Regions from separate parts of the Sus scrofa genome. Here region 1 is linked to region 2. The links are chromatin contacts, called in public Hi-C maps. All regions are on one chromosome and are shown on one strand. The core of a region is the stretch at or near the end of the contact, and the rest is flanking DNA. Distances in the headings are between cores, read along the strand shown. Region 1 holds the start of SRSF3 (serine/arginine-rich splicing factor 3). Region 2 holds the start of STK38 (serine/threonine-protein kinase 38).

Region 1 (6,098 bases), core at 250-2,749, 36 kb after region 2:
GAGAGGAAACTAATATTGAGATGGTAAGGGATATTTCTCCAGACACTTTAGCAGTAAGTAGCAGCAGTACTGTGGGTCCAAATATAGGACTGTCTGACTTCAATGGCTTTGCTTTGATAGAAGGAAATAAAAAGAGGAGAAAAGCTTACACAGGAAGAGAGGAGCAAATCAAAGCAAATAGAAGTAAGCCAGAATAGAAAAACATTTAGAGAAGGAAAGAAGAGGAAGAGAAAAGCTTTGCTAGAATTCCTACCTGGGAAAAACCCAGGTAAGACCAGCTCAGGGCTTGGCTCAACAAATGTAGTTTCCATTCTCCCTCTTCCCTTGCCAGTATGAAATCCTCGTTTTTTACAGGTGTGAAAACTCAGAAACAGTAAGTCGTGTCTCCACCCCACATGGATAGATAAACTTCTTAGAGCCACAATAAGAGAATATCTGGGAAAAGGAAAGCAGTGAATGTTTGGCATATCTTTCAGCTACTGGTGGAAAAATACAAGTTATTATTTTTCTTGAGAGCAGATTTAGATACGTTAGTAAGTCAGACTCCACTGAAAGGGGAGGAAACCAGGCAACCCTCTTAGCTGAACTCACTGTTCCAGAGAGGAAGATCTTGGTGATTTTTCTAACAAACCATTGGTATTTCTCTCCCAATAGTTAATTTCGTGGCTCAGTTCTTTTCAGAGGAAGTGGAAAGCAGAGAGGAAGGTGTTAGTGAACCATAGACCCCCCACCTCTGAGCCCCGGTCAGTACAACAGCCTTTGCCAGAAGACAGACTGGTATTCGTTGCGGAGGAGAGGGGTGCCGAATTCAATCTCCTCAGGAACTTCCTTTTATACTGTTACTAAATGCGATACTTTCTGGATGGCCTGACCCGTCTCATTTGCCTTTGAGTTTCTATTAAACATTTCAAGAGTCCAAAATGATGACGCCATCGTCTCTGCCAAATCGTGCAGTTTGGGTGAGAGGTGGCAGACCAGCCAGAGTTGGGCCGACTTTCCGTGACTGGGCTTTTCCCCAAGTGTGGGACCCGGAGGGGCACAGTGTGGTGACAGCGGGTTCACAAACAGCCCCGTGACCTTGGGAGCAACTCCGAAGCACGTTTGTAAACGTGATGGTCTCAGTTCCTGCCTAACCGCTCATGCGGAGCAGTAATTAATGAACTCATTTTATACTGTAATCTTATTGGGTGCAAAAGGCTCTATCAGTGTTTGGGTGTGACCGGCGATGATGTTATTAAATCCCTATTAATAGGCTATTTGGAGATGAGGGAGAGGTGACTGAGGAGAACTCGGCAACAGGAGAATTACACCGAGGGAGCTCTGGCCCTGAGGCACGACGGCTGCGCGCGTCTCCACCGACGAGGCAGCACAACCAGAGAAGGCTCTCAGCAACCGCGGTTCTCGCAGCGTTTGTGGCCATTACGTCACGGTCTTCTTCGCCTCTCATTGGGCGAACCCGTCCAATCATGTGACTCCAGGATGGCTTATAAATACAGGCGAGGAGACGGTGTTGGTCCGCCATTTCGTGGACGCCGGATCGGGGAGAGTATCTGCTGGAGCCAGGCGGGAGGGGAGTGGGAAGAGACAGCCGCGGGTGCGTGGATTTGAGTCTTCGCATTTCTAATCTAAGATCTCGGTAAGAGACCCAGCGACTAAAGGAATGAGGTGGGAAATGGGCCTTAACAGGACCGAGGTGGGGCCAGGCCCAATGGCGGCGCCAGATTGAGACAAAGAGACGCTGCCGCCATTTTGTGACGTTCAACACGGGGCGGTGGAGGGGGCTCCCGGCCCCCCGGAGCAGGCACCCAGGCTTCCAAGTGGAGGTGCTTATAACCCTTCCCTGGGGGGCTGAATCGGGAAGTGAGATTGCTCGAGTTGAGGCAAAGGGGGTATCGGTAATCGGTTGTACTCTAGATCGCGGCCATTCAATTTATGGCGCCTTTTTTTTCTTTTTGCCCACGTTTCCTTAAGTAGCGGCTTAGGATTTTTTTTCTTCAAGTCACTACTCAAGACTGGACCCTTCGATCCATATTTGAGGATTTCTCTACTTTCTTTCATTTTCGTGTTACTTTAACTTCACTTTTTACAGCCTGAATCCAATAACTATTTTTTTTTAAGCTGATCTTTCTTGAGCTGTATTGTTCTTATAGCTGCTTCGCATTAAAACTGGTCAGGGTAAAGTTTTTGGGAAAGATTAATTCACCAACAATGGGTTTGGTCTCGGAACTTCTGGGCACAGGGCGGGGTCACACAAATAGGATGTGTCTGGGCGGGTATTTTTTTTTTTTTTAATTGGATAACGTGTTTATGAAAAGCCCTTAAGCTGAGTTTTTGGACAGGCTGCTTTTCGTATGTAATCTACAAGTTGATTAGATTCGTTGCTGAGGCGGCTTTATTAGTATTGAAGGTTTTTCAAATGTAAACTAAAGTGCCTTAAGTTCTTGCACAACAAATAATCTATTTTTTTCCCCATGAGGTGGAGTTAATGTAACATTCATTTTAAAGTGCACGATTCAGAAGCATTCGATACCTTCACAATGTTGTGTAACTATCACCTCTATCTAGTTTTAAAGCATTTTATTATACCCACTAAGGTGACCTGTACTGTTAAGCAGCCACTACCCTTTTGGCCTGCCCCTTTCTCTCCCGCAGCCCCTGGTAGCTACTAATCTGTCTCTGGATTTACCCGTTTCGGATATTTCACATACATGGGATGGTATTACGTGTATTTTTTTTGTCTGATATCTATAACTTAGCATGCTTTCACGTTTTGTCCATGTTTATGGGTACTCGTTCCTGAATACTCCATTGTATGGGTAATAATTTTGCTTCTCCATTTTGTTGCTGGACATTTGGGTTAACACCTTTCGGCTGTTGAGGGTAGAACAAGATATATATTTTTAAAAAACAAGTTTGTCCTGCTTGAGTAAAGTTTTGGCTTGTGAAGGCACATTACTATCACTTTTTTAGTGGTTTAGCCTTAACTGCTGTCTTGTCTTCACTTGTCATTTTGTTTTGTAGTCTCCAGGTTTTGCTTTTAATCCTACTTTTCAAAGTTGTTCCTCCCCCCCCTTCAGATAACTGAAATAGGTTTAAGTCTCTCAGTTCCCATTTTGTGGCATATGCTCCCCTACTGTTTCCTCCCTCCACTTCTCTGGGAGGTGATTTTTTTTTTTATTTTCTTACACAGCTTGGCTTCCAGGTGGTTATTGGCAACGATTGGGGTGTTTCAAGGGTAGTGCCTTTACCTTTTTTCGGTTTTTGAATTCTTTCCTAAGGATCTGTTTTTTACTGTGTGGGTTATGATATTTTGGATTTTTTTTTTTTTTTTTGTTACAGAAATGCATCGTGATTCCTGTCCATTGGACTGTAAAGTTTATGTAGGTAATCTGGGAAACAATGGTAACAAGACTGAATTGGAACGAGCTTTTGGCTATTATGGACCACTCCGAAGTGTATGGGTTGCTAGAAATCCTCCTGGCTTTGCTTTTGTTGAATTTGAAGATCCCCGAGATGCAGCTGATGCTGTCCGAGAGCTAGATGGGAGGTAATTTGTTAATTTTTGCTAATAATATGTTGTTTGTCCTTTTAATATTTAAAATCTCTAGGATAAGAGGTTTTTAGATGGCTTTGTGGAGATTTACATAAATTTTTTTTTTTCTGGCCAAAAAAGGACAACGGTTTTAGTGACGATACGTAGGGAGAGTTTATTCAGTTTGCCATTGAAGAAAAGAATTTTATTTGCAGTTGGCGGGTGGAGAGCAGCATCCAAAATATGACTGAAATATTTTAATCTAAATCCACTATAAATAGTCATGTTGTAAACTTTGAAATCTAAAATTGTGGAATCAGACATTCCCTTATGGTCACATCCTGATTGATTGTAGCTGGATGATGGTTACATGGGTTTATTGTACCATTATCTTTACATGATAACACTTTTTTTTAGGAAGTGTGGGTGTTATTTCCCTATGCTTTTAGTGTCTTGTTGACTGGCTAAGTAACACCTGAGGTTAGTTGGGTGTTTTGTTTTGTTTTTTGGTTTTTTTTGTTTGTTTTTTCTGTGCTAGTGGCTTGTGGATGTTCCCAGGTTCTGGGATCAAATGTGACAGTGCTGCATTCTATTTTTTTTTTTCTATTACTCAGTGAACTTATTACATTTTTAGTTGTACGATGATCATCACAATCCAATTTTATAGGATTTCCATCCCCCAACCCCCCCAAACTGTCTCCAGTGCTGCATTTTTAACTTGCTGAGCCACCGGGGAACTCAAATAACACCTGAGTCTTAAAGTGAACTAGTGTTGCCCTTTATCCTGGCATTTGCAAACCACTGGATTTCATGAAATCAAGGAAAACTTTGATCCTTAAGATGGAAAACTGAAAGGATCTGAGAGTTGGCTGTAAAGCTATATGAAAGGTCACTTAACTAAGCAAATTGCAGAAACTGGTTGAGAGCCCCACCTCTTCCCAGTGTCTGTCCAAATGTGGCTTATCTAAACTTAATGGTTGTGGACCAATGAAGAGGTGGGAGATAACTTTCTTACTGTTCTCACTTGCAATTTCTTGTCAACTATTGTGTGATGATTGAGTGGAGAGGGTTGTATTAAATAAATGGCCAGAATGCTTCTGTCCTGTTTACTGCTCTTTACTTGGAGGTATGAAGAGAAAGGAGACCAACAAATATAGTAAGGTTGGTAAACAATTGCTGGGACCTCAAAGGAAGTAGTCACACCAGCATGTACAGATGAACTAATTCTTTGAGAATGGATCCAGGGATTTTCACACTTAATATTGTCACTGTGATCATTGAACCCAATGATCACACTGACTAACAAAGCAATAAAATGTAAGGAAGGTGTTTTTTACCAGAAAAAAATATAGAAACTAAACCTTGTTTTGGTGTTAAGAATTCTATGAGCATTCAGATGTTTCTTACACAGAAACTAGCTATAAATGAATGTTGGGGTTTTTTTCCCGCTTTAATGTGTATCTTTTAATCAATCCGGCTGCTTTAAATTTAATGTTTCTTCCCTCTTAGAACGCTGTGTGGCTGCCGAGTAAGAGTGGAACTCTCTAATGGTGAAAAGAGAAGTAGAAATCGTGGCCCACCTCCTTCTTGGGGTCGTCGCCCTCGAGATGATTATCGGAGAAGGAGTCCTCCACCTCGCCGCAGGTACTTAGAGAGAGCGTGTTTAGAGGTATTGGTGTAATGGAGTAGCTGATAGGAACAGGTATTCTCTTAAAGTTTGTTGGTGGGTTTTAAACTTTGAAGAATCAGAGGTTTTTATGAAACATTTGCTGGGCGTAGCTTGGGGTATGTGAGTTGTGCTGAGTGTTGGCTTTTGTCTTAGGTCACTGTTCATGTTGGTAGTCAGTAACTTCTATCTTGGATCTATCTTCTAGTTCATCTTCTAGTTGCATCTTTCCAAGTCTTCCCTTATACTTCAATTTAGGCCTTTTTCCATTTCTTGACTCCATAATGACAAACATTACATTCAATTCTAGCTCTTCACCAAAATGTGTTTTCTACTATTGTAATATTTATCAAACAGGCAGCTGTTTTAATGTTGCAACTGGTAAAGTAGAAGTCATTCTGAAACTAACTTAAGTCACTGACCAATAAAGGGGGCTAAAGTAATCCCAGTCATCTGTTCTTCAAACCCAAATAGGAGAGAATTCAGTTTTTTTATAATTAAAAATGGCATCTTTCTTGGACCAGGCAGTATTGTCTGGATGCTAACTCCACATCTCCTCAAACCTCCAAAATAGTTTCTATAGGACTGAATTTACCTCTTACAGGTGAGTGAAGTCCTTCTAGGAGATAGGAGTTCAAAATCTTGCCCCTTTTGCTGTTTTGAAAAACAAAACAACACACTGTTGCCCATCATAATAAAGAGTATTTGTTAGCTAATAGATGGTTGTACTGATGGCTTGTTTTTCATTTTTTTTTTGTGCTTTTTGGTCCATCTATTAATAAAAATGAACCCCGTTACAGAGTCACCATCATGTCTCTTCTCACCACCCTCTGAATCTGCATTAGCCAGTCAACTAGCCCTTTCAGCGTCATGTGACCAGCGCGCCCCATTCAGCTTGGC
Region 2 (6,435 bases), core at 3,419-5,918:
ACTAGGCAGTGAGAATATACTAGATCATTTTATTCCTGTTTGTGCTTTTCCACATTTTCTATATTTTTTCAATGAATGCATACTATTGCCATTAAGTTATCAATGACTCTTTTTCTTTTCCATATGCACCTGCAGCATATGAAAGTTCCCAGACTAGGAGTTAAATCAGAGCTGCAGCTGTGGTCTATACCACAGCCATGGCAATAACAGACCTGAGCCACACAAGATCCTTAATCCACTGATCAAACCCGCACTCTCAGAGAGACAAGATCAGGTCCTTGACCCACTAAGCCACAACAGGAACTTCACCAATAACTTTTACTTCTTAACATTTAAAAAACTTCATGTAAATTTTCAGATTTATTGGCACAAAATTTGTAATCACAGTAGCATCTGTTTTTGGATTTTATAATTGAAATATAATTGATGTACAATATTATATAAGTTACAGGTGTACAACAGTGATCCACAATTTTTGAAGGTTATACTCCATTTATAGTTTTAAAATATTGGCTATACTCCCTGTGTTGTACATGTTACCATTACCTTTTATGTCTTTTTTTTTTTTAAGACCCGCTCACTCAACATATGGAGGTTCCCAGGCTAGGGAACCTCAGAGCTGTAGCTGCGGGCCTACACCACAGCCACAGAAATGCCAGATCCGAGCCATGTCTCCAACCTACACCACAGGTCATGGCAACGGGGGATCCTTAACCCACTGAGCGAGGCCAGGGATCGAACCTGCATCCTCATGGATGTTAGTCAGACTTGTTTCCGCTGAGCCATGACAGGAACTCCACCAGTAACTTTTAAATTTATAATTTCTATAGTTTAAAAAAATCTATGACTAAAATCTTCATCTATATGTACTGTGACATGGCTTACAGTATTTGATAAACATCTGCTATCTATGTGAATTTACAAATTAAACAAAGACCTACAATGGAAACAGTATCACAAAAAAACCCTAAATCATAATTTTAATGACAGAACATACTTTACAAATAAAGAGAACCTAATATCCTAGCTTTACATATTTGAAAACCAATACCAACAAGGTTGGTAGTTTATATATATATTTTTTTTCCCTAACTTTTTATCTCATTTCCCTAGATTTTTTTTTCTTTTTTCGGCCACAAGAGTGGCATATGGAAGTTCCCAGGTCAGGGACTGAATCCAAGCCAGATCCTCAACCCATTGTGCCACAGCGAAAACTCCCGTGGTTTGTTTGTGTTTTTTGTTTTTTTGTTTTTTTGTTTTTTTCCTTTTTTCCCTAGATCTCTTTGGCCAACCTACATTGTCACATTTGGCTGGATTATTCACCAACCTTGACTTGCTCCACCATTTGCAATAATGCTCAATATTTTATCTTTATCATGCCTCCCACAGGACCTGCCTCCATGTCTTATCATGTCAATATGAAGCTGAATGAAAATGAGGAGGGGCCAAGGGCCATTTTCAAAGATAGCATATTTTATGAAAAGTTTTTCTTAAGGTTCTCACCTTAATACTTAGCAGTTTTTTAATTGTTTTGCAGATTAAACCTAGGGCTTTTAAGAAATGTGCAAAACACTAAGAAAAAAGGCTTAACATTAAGTAATTTTAGAGAAAGACACTAAGGGGAAATTACAGAAAGAATAATCTCTTCAGAGCAAAGAGATTCAAAATCAAGGCTCTAGTGGAGTTCTCCTGTGGCTCAGTGGTTAACGAATCTGACTAGGAACCATGAGGTTTCAGGTTCAATCCCTGGCCTTGCTCAGTGGGTTAAGGATCCAGCGTTGCTGTGAGCTGTGGTGTAGGTTGCAGACGCGGCTCGGATCCCAAGTTGCTGTGGCTCTGGTGTAGGCTGGCAGCTACAGCTCTGGTTAGACCCATAGCCTGGGAACCTCCATATGCCTCAGGAGCAGCCCTAGAAATGGCAAAGACAAAAAAAAAAAAAAAAAAAAAAACAAGGCTCTAGTTCAAACATTATGATTCATGATCTGCCAAAATGATCAGTAATCACAAATTCAAGACATTGAACTCATCCCTTCCTTATATAAAATGTTATTTTTTTATGGGGAAGTTTCTGTTACTATCAAAGCAAACTCAAATGTTTTTAGAATATCAGTAGAATTTTTTTTTAAAAAACCTCTGTCTGGTTTATGAAGCTTGGGTGTGGTTCCTTATTTGTCAGTCTGTACCCCCTCCACCCACAATGAAAACCACATGCACTCTAAGTTTGGTGAAGAAATTTTAAAACCAGATTTAAAAACAAGTCTGAAGCAAGAGAGGGTTTTGTACTCCTCCCTTGTAGGAATATTTCTGCAGAGTGTTTTTGTCTCTCTACATATATATATATTTATATTTTAACAAATGAAAGTACTTCACATAAAAATATAACTAGAGAATGTTTAAGCTTAATACAAACAGTGCCTTCCATATAACAGGGCTAATAAACATAAGTTGAGTAAGTTAATGATTTTCAGTTGTCAGCGAAGCTAAGAATAAAATCACATTTACATTGACAGGATATAAAAACTGGGGAACAAAAGTTTTGACCCATTTATGTTGCTAGCATGTTCCCCAACTTTGTAAAAGATCAACAGAAGATTAAGTGTACTCAAAGATGCTCATATGGCAGACCAGTAATTTTCTAGCAGAATGGTTTTCAACCTTCACAGTCTCTAATGTAATAGCAAAGGATGAACTGTCCTTCCCTTTGACCTTTCTTCAAAACCTCCTCCCTGTCCTTTTCCTCCCCTCATAAAAGGATTAGCTTAATTCCAATAACCTTTCATCAAAAATTACAATCACTTTTCCTCTGTAACAATTAGTAGGTTTACTGGGCCCACCAAGTACTTGTTGTAAGACAGGGCTTTTCCTCATGCTTTAGACAACTCAAGCCTTCCTGCCCTGACCACTGAAAGCCCTTGCCCTGTTTCTTTCATTCTCCAACTCCGTAGAATTAATAGCTAATAAGTAGGGGAGAAATTCTTAAAAAGCTTAAAAACTTTAACAAAAAAAACTGTGATCCTCATAAGTCAGGGGTAGGTACTGCAAACAGTAAAAGGAGACCAAATGAAAACTCTTGTTTTATTCAATCCAGGTGATTTACGGTTGACTGTCTCTACAATGGGACTGTTAACTCCACAAGTACCCCTTTTCTCACCAATTCTTTAATTCATTGTGACTAACAACCCAATACTTTCATTTGGACAATTCAACACTGGGGCTAAGACTATTCCTTGAGAGTCACATATCTAATTTCTACTAAACTGTAAGCCACTGAAAGACAAGTACTCTGTCTTATACTACTTTTAGTATCCTTCACCATATATATCATGCACGATGCTATGCACTTAGTAGGTACCTTATAAAAGACTTAGTAGGGAAACGCCCATTTCTTATGCCCATTACTAAGAGCTAAGAACATGTATCTATGAAAGGGGGCGCGGTTAGGACAGGAATGGTTTTCTTAGAGTCAGATAGAGTTGTTCCTCCTGTGCTCTGATGAGGAAGCTGCTATCTAATGTCTGGGTGGAGAGTGGAGCCTGTTATTGTGGTGCTGGTAGTTTTAGGCTTAGGGAAACCACATCCACTGCCTGGCTAAGTCTAATTCAGAGCCAAAGAGAGCTGAAAGGGAGAAGCAGCACAGGGTCTCCTTCACTGCAACCTTTCTCTACACTTTTCCAAAAGAACAAGTTCCTCCGTCTTTTAGTCACCTGGGAGCGCTGGCCTCCCCACTTTCCCTGCTGCACACTTTCTCCAAGTCTTTCTGCACAGACTTTGCTTTAAGTCCTTAGTGATTTGCCTTCTCCACTCTCTTCTTAAAAATCTCCCACTACAGTTTCTTGTGGTTTTCAGATGACCTGAAGCCCGGGACCCTAAGACTAACCGTAGGGAAGGGGGCAGATTCAAAGGTCCCGTGGGGTGGGGGCTTTCGACATCGCTGCCTCACACAACACCTCTCACGTTCTTAGACAACCCCTCCAAAAAGGTGAAAATTGTTAACGACCGACATCCCGGAGGAGACTGAGCGGGTGGCAGTGAGCAGACAAAGCTGGCAACACAGAAAGAAGACAGCCTGGCTCCCCACCCCAAATGCACACGACTAAAGAGAAAGGAGTGGTGGGGAGCCCGGGGCTGGAAAAACGTGCCGAGGACCCACAAGGAGCCTCTGGAAGCCGGGAGGAGGGGGGCTGTCTGTCAGGGGGGGCTGTCTGTCAGGAGGGGCAGAAAGAGCAGGGCTGGAAAGAGGGCGCCAGCAGGCAGGGGAGAGCCCCAAAAAGAGTCGGGGAAAGAGGAGAGATGAAGGGAGAAGCCTGAGCCAGACTGAAGACAACAGCAGCAAGATACTCACCAGAGACCCGGGGGAGGCAGGGCTGAGGGCGCAGACAGCCGCAGACGCCGGCCGAGCCAGCGGACTCGACGTGCGGACAGGCGAAACCCCAGCGGCAGCAGCCAGCCGACCAGAAGAGGGGTGGGGACGCGTAAGGAGCTCTGAGGTAGGGGGCCGAGGGGCGGTTGTCGGTGAGGACAACAGGAAGCGCCCCAACTGCCGGAAAAGACGACAAGCGGAGGGGCCGAGGCAGCCGGGTCCCCAGCCGCGGAGACAGGCTGGCGCGGCGGCCAGGGGCCCAGACTGCGCAAGCGTGACTTCCCAGCGACGCGGCGCGGGCTTTCCGGTCTGCGCGTGCGCGGCCCCGCCCCTCTCCGACTCAATTCAGCAGGAGAGACTGGGTTGCGCTCAGAAGAGTGAGGTGTGGGGCCTTATCCTGGTGGGCGGGGCTCGGCTCGGGAAAGGGTCTTTTTTTTTTTTTTTGAACTTTTTACTTTGAAATAATTTTTCTCACAAGAAGTTGCAAAATCAGTACAAAGAGGTCCTTTTTACCCATCACCCACTCAGCTGCCCTCAACATCTTACATAACTAAAATCTATGATCAAAACCAGGAAATTGACATTGGCGGGATACAATTAACTACACCAAAGCAATTAACTAGATTACAAACCTGCCTCGTATTTAACCAGTTTGGCAGGCACTCTGTGTGTGTGAGTGTGCGCTCGTGCGCGCGCTCGTCTGTAGTTCTATGAAATTCTATCACTCTAGTAGTTGTGATCCCCCGCTTCTCCTGGATGTTTCGACCGTCCTAAATAGGTCCTCTGGAGGGCTTGGCCCCACCTCCTCTTAAAGTAAGGATTAATGCGACTTGACTTGGCTGGGGTCATTGGATAACAGGAGGTCATCCCAGTGTGCCCAGAAGAACCTGCTTTTCAAGGCTACCCAGCAGCTTAGTCTGTACCACCCCTTGGGTTAAAGAGGTCCCAAGCCTTTGGACAGTCATTCCTTCCTTGAGAGTGGAGCGCAGTGCTCTTGACCAGTAAGTGTCAGGCTTCTGGAAACAAGATGAGTAAGACATGGTCCCTGCCAGCCTTCAAAGAAGTCATCTAGGCAACGAAAGAAACATGTGTGAAAGTCATTCTTCAGGGTGCTTTATGATATTATGTTGCCCCCACGCTCTTGTGTAGCTGTGTAAGACCGTGGGTGTTGGTTTTATCCTTCAAGCTTGGGGTCCCAGGCTTTGTTTCCTTAATGGTCTTAAAAACATAGGCCTTCCTTGACTGCTTTCATCTTTCTAGACTTCAAAGCCCGGTTTCCTTTTGTCTAGCACACAAAAACCACTTCATCTTTTGTTCTCTCAGCTCAGAGGCCCTTCTCCCCCAGTGCCTTTGTCAAATTCTTCCCCAGCCTTAACGATTTAGTAACAGTGCCAGATGTTTGCATTAGCATTTTCAGTTTACAAACCACAGGCAAGCACTTAATCTCAGGTGATCCTCAAAACTCTTTTTTTCCTTCTTCCATTTTTATTGAGGTATGATTGACACACAGCATGCTATAAGTTTAAGGTGGGCAGCATAATGATTTGAATTACATACATCTTGAAATGATTATCACAGTAAGTTTAGTGAACATCCATCACCTCATGTAAATACTTTTTTTTTTTTTTTTTTTTTTTTTGCTTTTTAGGGCTGCACCTGCAGCATATGTAAATTCCCAGGCTAGGGGTCCAATCACAGCTCTGGCTGCCGGCCTACGCCTCAGCCACAGCAACACCCAGATCCTTAACCTACTGAGCGAGGTCAGGGATCAAACCACATCCTCATGAATGCAAGTCAGGTTCCTAACCTGCCAAGCTACAACAGGAACTCCCAAAAATATTTTTTCCTTGTGATGAGAAATTATTTACTCACTTAACCACTTTCATATATAACATATGGCAGTGTTAATTATATTTATCATGGTGTACATTATATCTCTAGTACTTGTAATTGGAAATTTGTATTTTTTGACCACCTTCACCTAGCTTCCCCTTCCCCACTCTGGTAACCACAGATCTGAATTCTTTTTCTGAGTCTGTTTGGCTGGTTTTGAAGTATACGACACTGTGTTAGTT

The links. A called contact is a pair of places that touch in the nucleus more often than the background predicts.
Region 1: a contact with region 2 is called in a Hi-C map of embryonic fibroblasts, with 1.7 times the contacts expected there. The contact joins the promoter of SRSF3 here to the promoter of STK38 in region 2. A contact is called at or near these places in 4 of 47 Hi-C or Micro-C datasets (embryonic fibroblasts, heart right ventricle, omental adipose tissue and 1 more) and 2 of 2 datasets of contacts at active chromatin or transcription factors (alveolar macrophages and skeletal muscle).

The regions. Positions count from the first base shown.
Region 1 is chr7:32,287,965-32,294,062 of Sscrofa11.1, forward strand. SRSF3 (serine/arginine-rich splicing factor 3) reads left to right here and starts at 1,500. Exons shown (of 6, transcript XM_021098646.1): 1 at 1,500-1,636; 2 at 3,340-3,547; 3 at 5,042-5,176. The coding sequence starts at 3,342.
Region 2 is chr7:32,249,005-32,255,439 of Sscrofa11.1, forward strand. It overlaps STK38 (serine/threonine-protein kinase 38), which reads right to left and starts at 4,669. Exons shown (of 14, transcript XM_001929552.7): 1 at 4,343-4,669.